Regions from separate parts of the Mus musculus genome. Here region 1 is linked to region 2. The links are chromatin contacts, called in public promoter capture Hi-C maps. All regions are on one chromosome and are shown on one strand. The core of a region is the stretch at or near the end of the contact, and the rest is flanking DNA. Distances in the headings are between cores, read along the strand shown. Region 1 has its middle 16 kb from the start of Gm33230. Region 2 overlaps Cradd (CASP2 and RIPK1 domain containing adaptor with death domain).

Region 1 (3,030 bases), core at 413-2,912, 170 kb after region 2:
TCTACACAACCCCCACCCTCAAGGTTGACTATAATCTAAAAGGCTATGGGGGAGGGGGCAGTGCTACTAGGATTGCCGATAATGCAATTTAATAGCAGCTTGAATCCCAAGTTCTAAAACTTGACTCATCCATTGGAACCTGGTTTCATCTGTAATGTTTCTACCTAGAAAACTCAAGTGAGGAGCTAAATGGACCGTTTGGTGCAGGTGGAACGCTTTGAGCCACTAAACTCACAAGCAAGCCAAATATCCCTTTGGGGGCAAGATCTAGATATAGTGTATAGCCACCCTCAGGCAAAGCTAATCCCCTTGCTGGATCACCTTTCAGTGGCAGGAAATTAATTTTGTGGTTCCTAGAACCGGGCTCCCATCTGGTGTCGGGAGGCTGGTACAAAGAAAGGCAGGGGGAGGAGAAACTTTTGCTATGGTTGTGTTTAGTCAGTGTTTCTGAAGTGAATTAATTGGTGACAACACTCTTACACATGAAACAAACCCCTTCCCAATCCCACCCTAGAGTTTCTCAAAGCAGCTAGTTTTCCAGAGCCACATGCCACAGCCGTTGATGTCCCTGGAGACTGGGATGAGTTTGTCACGGCTGGCTTCTTGCTAGTTTCTAAAGGCCCTGGCAGAGAATTGCACACTCCAGAGACCTCTGTTTGGGACTTGAAATTTAACTTTAAAGACACTTAATTAGCAACTTAACACAAGCTGATTTGCTCTCGGTAACAAATGTGTCATTTAAATATTAACTGTTTTCAAGAAAGCCTGGTAAAGGCTGGAGATGTGAAAGATAATAACTTATTTATGTCTGAAATATTGCTAGGACTACCCGCCTTTGAAAACCTTCTAACATGTCCCATGTGAGTACCCCGTCACCAAAAAAGTTCCAGGGGCAGGGATTTACTCCGTGTGTTTGTGCCCATAAACACACAGAACATTCATAAGCCCAGAGGCTTTAATACACTGTTGTTTGTGAGGGCAGAGACAACCTAACCGTCCACTGATGGGGACCAAGCCTGTCAACAAGTGTGTTCATGGGCTGGAATATGTAAAGAGCTGGGATCTGAGTAAGGACATGAAAAGCTATCCAGACCCCAAACAGCAAACCTGAGAAGCAAATTAAAGAGCAGAATGTATGTACGCATGATACTGCTTGTGTGTGCTTTTTAAAAAGTGATTAAAATTAGATGCTTCTATGACATTAGAACATTCTGAAATAGTTTTTTACAAATAGATAAGAGGTCCTAGGGGATGGAGTGGGGAAGGAGGTAGGCAGTCCCGTCCCTCCGTCATAGTGACTTGCTGAACTAGCTAGATATTTTTTTTAACCCCGAGTAGGTTGCTGTCAGAATAACTGAGAAACTAGCTAATAGAAGATTATATTTACTTTGGATTAACAGAAACAAGAGAGGTGCTTTGTTTGCAGACAGTGGCAGCCAGGTTCCCAACTCTGTTTGTAGGAGGTAAACGGTGGGGGCAGAGGGGTGGGTGTAGAAGAAGGTGTTAACCCATTCACTGTAGAGGAAAGCGGCGCCGTGCGCTCAGCGCAATGCGCATTTGGTGACATCTCCTCTGTAGCTGTGGCCTGACATAAGGACCCCACCCCACCCCCTGAGACCCGCAGGGCGCCTGGACGCCAGGAGGAGCTGCCACTCCCAGATGGCTGCAGAAAAAGAACGTCTTCTGCGTCAGCCGTCAGCCGGTGGCACCTCAGCCCTTCCCTCTGCTCAGCCAGGGCGAGCCCCAGACAGCGTAGCCCCCCCTCCTCCCCGCAGAAAGAATGGAGACCGGAGAGGAGATCTCTCTCTCTCTCTCTCTCTCTCTCTCTCTCTCTCTCTCTCTCTCTCTCTCTCTCTCTCTCTCTCACACACACACACACACACACAGCTTTCTCCCTGATTGATCCCTCTCCCTATCCAGTTCCTCGAAATAGCCAAAGCTGGCCCTAGTCCTCACCATGTTTGTAAATCAAGGTCGAATTGCTTCCAGGTTCTACTTGAGTTTTTGTGGGTGCTTTAACCAGACCAAGTTTTCGGTCCTAAGGCCTCATTAACCTACTAATTAAATGGCAAGTCTTTCAGAAGATCTGTAGCTTTTTTTTTTTTTTTTAAAGTTCTTCCAAATCTAAAATATTTACTCCTGGGCTCCCTAGCTGAAGTGTATCTCACGAAGCTGCTTTTTTGTTTTCAATAGTCATTTTGTTCCAAGAGGCTTCAGTGTACTGCCAACAAGTAAAGACTTGCTATCCACCCGCTGGCCTTAGAGAGAAGCCAGGGAGTTTAAAGAAAAAGTAATGCGTGTATCACCAGGTTCCCTCTGTCTGTCTCTGTCTGTCTGTCTGTCTGTCTGTCTGTCTGTCTCTCTCTCTCTCTACCTCTCTCTCTGTTTCATTCCTTTATAATAGCGTCTTAACTCGCATCCAAGATACTTAGGACATAAATGAAGAAAAAGACTGTGATTTGCTCGCCTGAACTGGGAGGCTAACTTTCAACAACAGTCTGTTTCTCCCAACCCGGCTCTTCTTGAAAAAAAACAAAACAAAACAACAACAACAAAAAACAGAATAGAACAGCAAACAGCAATCAGACCTTCAAGACTAACCTGAGTCCTCCCTCTCAGCCAGACTAAGAAATGTTATTAGAAACTTGAGGAAAAGGTACCCCGTTTTTCCTAAGTTGTGGGACTAATCTGGTGTCAGTAGCTAAAGCTGTTATTTTCCTTATTGGAAGAAGTCCAGATACTCAGTTATTTTTGAAGAAAGGCCGTCTAAACAATCCAGGCCGTTGTCCGCCTCTCGGCTTTGGCACTCCCAGGACATGCTGGGAACAGCCCTCGAGACTGAAGTTCCTTTATGTTTTCAGCCACTTGAGAAAAAGTTCTGCCACAAAGTTCTAATGACATGAAGTCCTACAAATCAGCTTGGAAACGTCTAAATGTGTTTTTCCTAGAAAAAAGTGCCAGACATCGATTTTATCTGGCAACCATCAAAATATATCAGACCGCAAAACTATACATTCCTGGACCTCACAT
Region 2 (3,242 bases), core at 537-3,036:
TAAACTTCATTTTAATTCAAACTGCTGCCAAGTTTAGGCCTCAGCACAGTCGTGTATGCAAACGGGTCCTTCGCTAAACCTTTACTTCTCTTCTTCAGTGGTCAATAATAAGACAACCACTTAGAATAAAGGGAGTGGTGACGGCCAACCATCTTACGCCCGAGCCACAGATACCCTCATAGCATCTGTAAAAAACTGGAGGGCTGCTAACATAGACCCATTTCCAAACCACCATCCGTTCCCTGTGAGTCATCAAATCAGCAATGACTTTTGGGAACTTGGAATGACACAGTCTTCTTGGGTAACAATGGCGCCATAATGCAATGGTTTTCCACTTGCAAGGTTTTTCAATTATTTATTTAGAGTGTGCGCAGGAACACGCATGCCTTCATATATGCATGCCACAGCACACATGTGCTGATCATGAGGGCTGCTGAAATGCACATTCCAAAAGAGCTGGCCTGTGGCTTCAGATCCATTCTCCTGCCTCACCTCCCATCTCACCTCAGGGGTGATGGGGTCACAGATCACCATGTCTTGTGCAGCTTTTTTACCCACCCTACCATCTACCTGACCCTGAATTTGATTTGGACAGTACCCAAGTGTGTATGTATGAAACGGAACTGTTCATAATCATAGAGTCTTAAAAGGCAGAGGTATTCTATATCCTATCCAGGGCATGCACACTATCTTCATAACACTAACAGATACACTATACTCTCGTCTCAAATCTCCAAAACTGTAAGGAGGTCTTTCCTACTTCACTTTAAGCTACTGGCCATGCCATGCCAAATTCTTCCTACTTCAAAAGATAAAACACAAACAGGGTTTAAAGCCCCCCCCACCCCAGATAGGCATCAGCCTAACCAGTTTATATGCACTGAAGTTACCAAGCCAAGGTGAGCTATCTTCTAAGATGCTGGGAGAACCGACAGCTGCGCAGAAAGATGGGAGACTCTGAGGAGCCAGACAGAAGGCAACCAAATCACTCTGGATCTTGAAAAATGGAAGAGTGGGAGTCCCTAAATGACAGACCACTGGGTTTGCTATGGTAAGGAACAGACTATCCCTAGCAGAGTTTATGAACGGATGTGATGTGTCATCCAGAGGTCACCATTGCCCACACTGCTGCTCTCAGGAGGTGACACTGACTTGTTCTTCCTCCTTCCTCTGAATATAAGCACAAGGAATGCTGACACAGAAGATTCACAGGCATGTGGGAGCCAATAAATACCAGGAAATGCCAAACAATCCAGGCCAGAAACGTATTTCCTTTTTAGACAAGAGTTGCTATTTTGATGGTCCAGAGGGATGACATAACCACAATATTATTGCAGCAAAACCTGTTTAAAATCAATACTCCGCAAAAGAAGCTAAATCAAACATGAATCTGCCTTACTGAGCCCAGATGAATTCCCTTGCTCGCAATCCCCTATGAAATCCTCCAACAATAGGATCGCCATTTAAATAGCTAGGAAGGAACAGAGGAGGGCAGGAGCACAGGTTGGGAGAATCGAAGTTGGCACACCTTGTGAACGCATAGGCTGTCTCCTACGCATCTCTTCCGTCACTTACAGCTTTACAGAGCAGCTCCCTGACACCAAGTCTGGTTTGCCAGGGATCACTATCAAAATTCTTGGCTCCAAACAGTCTCAAGTGGACCTATAAGAAGAAATCCAGATGGTCCGTTTCCAGTGCTGCAGATTACGCTCAGGGCTCTGCCCAGTGTAGGAGAGCACTGAGCAAGTGAGCCAGCCGGCAGCTACGTACGTTTCTTAGGATCATGGTATTCCATTTCCTTGTTTCAGCTATGACTCCACGCTGTGGCTCTTCAATGCCATCTATTGGGTTTATCTTGGTTTATGTGCCTGACACTATAGTAATTTAAACGGAAACATGCAATCTGTTTCAAAGCTTGGTGCTAGTAGGCATAAGAGTTGGGATGCTTACTCAAAAGAGGCAGTCATTCATTTCCTTCAGTGGTGTAGCCCCGGTATGTTGCCTAGGCTCCAATAAATAACTCCTATCCAATGCCAACATAAGCAACTCTAATAAAATCCAGTGAGTCCAAAAAATAAAAGGAAAGTAGGAGAGGGTTAATTGGGGAGATGGGGTCAGCAAGAGAGGGGAAGGGGGTTCTAAGGAACCAACATGATCACAATACATTGTATACAGACGCATACAAATGCATATATTGTAAATACGCCATACATGTATGAAACTGTCCCCTGCCAAGAGCCAGACACTAAAACAGGTCAGACCCGAATATGAATGTTGTCCTCTCATTTACAAACTTCAGGCTTGTTATGAAATCTCCCGTGGCCTGGTATTCTCTCTGTAAAACGGGGTTGATAACAGTAATCTCTACCATGCACAGCTGTCACGGGTACTAGAAAAAAATAATTAAATCCTCTTTTATTGTGTCCAGCCCTGAATAGAAAGTCAATAGATTGTAATAACTGTTATTATCATTACCTATCACATACACTGGGTTCACTCTCAATCACTGTTATATGTTAACGTTATTCCACCTGCCTTGAGCCATGAGCCTGGTTAGTCTCCACCTCCCCTCACTCTGGACTCAGTCATAAAGGTGCTCTTCTGGTGGGTTCCATAGTCTCTAGACACAGTTAGGTCTGGCCTTAAGCTCTGTGGCTATTTGGCTGCTGGTTTACATCACTCTTCTGATTCTTGCCTCATTATTTGTTTCCCCCTTTAGTCTAACGTGTGTTCTCCTGGGATCCAAGTCCAACAAGAGTTTCTTGCTCTTAAAACAGCTCCCTCTCCCCACCCCCACCCCCACCCCCACCCCTCTTTTTTTCTATCTAAAATACTGTGATTTTTGCTGTATGGACTTGCCCTTTTTTATTTTCCTCCTTTGAAAGTATGTGAACATTGAAAATATCCCTCTTTCTCTGAAGCACACATTCCTGAAATCACTGTTAATAAAGTTGATTATACCCAACTTTCTTCTTTTGCAGTCATAACCAGGACCATGCTTACAATCAGTCACCCAAGGATTTAGTCAATAAACAGCTCTCTGAGTTGGTCAGAAACACATTAATAGAACAGTTGTGTCCAGACTGTGGCTTAGGAAGATGGCATGGCAAGAAACATTTTGTTTCTATGAACTAAATAAAACAATCCATCAGACACTGAAAGAACTCGGAGTCTCCGTCAATGACTGTACATTGGCATGTGGCAATTGTGATAATTGGGTGAGCTTAAGCTTATACAATGTC

What was found. Capture Hi-C pulls out chosen DNA fragments and counts their contacts.
Region 1: a promoter capture Hi-C map of adipose tissue shows a contact between it and region 2. The contact joins two enhancer-like sites. A contact is called at or near these places in 1 of 484 Hi-C or Micro-C datasets (the HL-1 cell line), 8 of 115 datasets of contacts at active chromatin or transcription factors (bone marrow-derived macrophages, cardiomyocytes, embryonic basal ganglia and 3 more) and 2 of 9 other capture datasets (adipose tissue and liver).

What each region holds. Positions count from the first base shown.
Region 1 is chr10:95,397,084-95,400,113 of GRCm38.p6, forward strand. It overlaps a transcript of Socs2 not described here. Among named protein-coding and RNA genes, the nearest start is that of Gm33230, 16 kb to the right of the region's middle. Within about 2 kb of position 1,663, at least 66 of the 459 cell types and tissues checked have an H3K27ac peak or open chromatin away from gene starts, as enhancers often do. A contact at or near this core is called in adipose tissue and heart atrium, where this site is marked.
Region 2 is chr10:95,231,560-95,234,801 of GRCm38.p6, forward strand. The region is part of intron 2 of Cradd (CASP2 and RIPK1 domain containing adaptor with death domain); the gene reads right to left. Among named protein-coding and RNA genes, the nearest start is that of Gm29684, 87 kb to the left of the region's middle. Within about 2 kb of position 1,787, at least 37 of the 459 cell types and tissues checked have an H3K27ac peak or open chromatin away from gene starts, as enhancers often do. A contact at or near this core is called in adipose tissue and heart atrium, where this site is marked.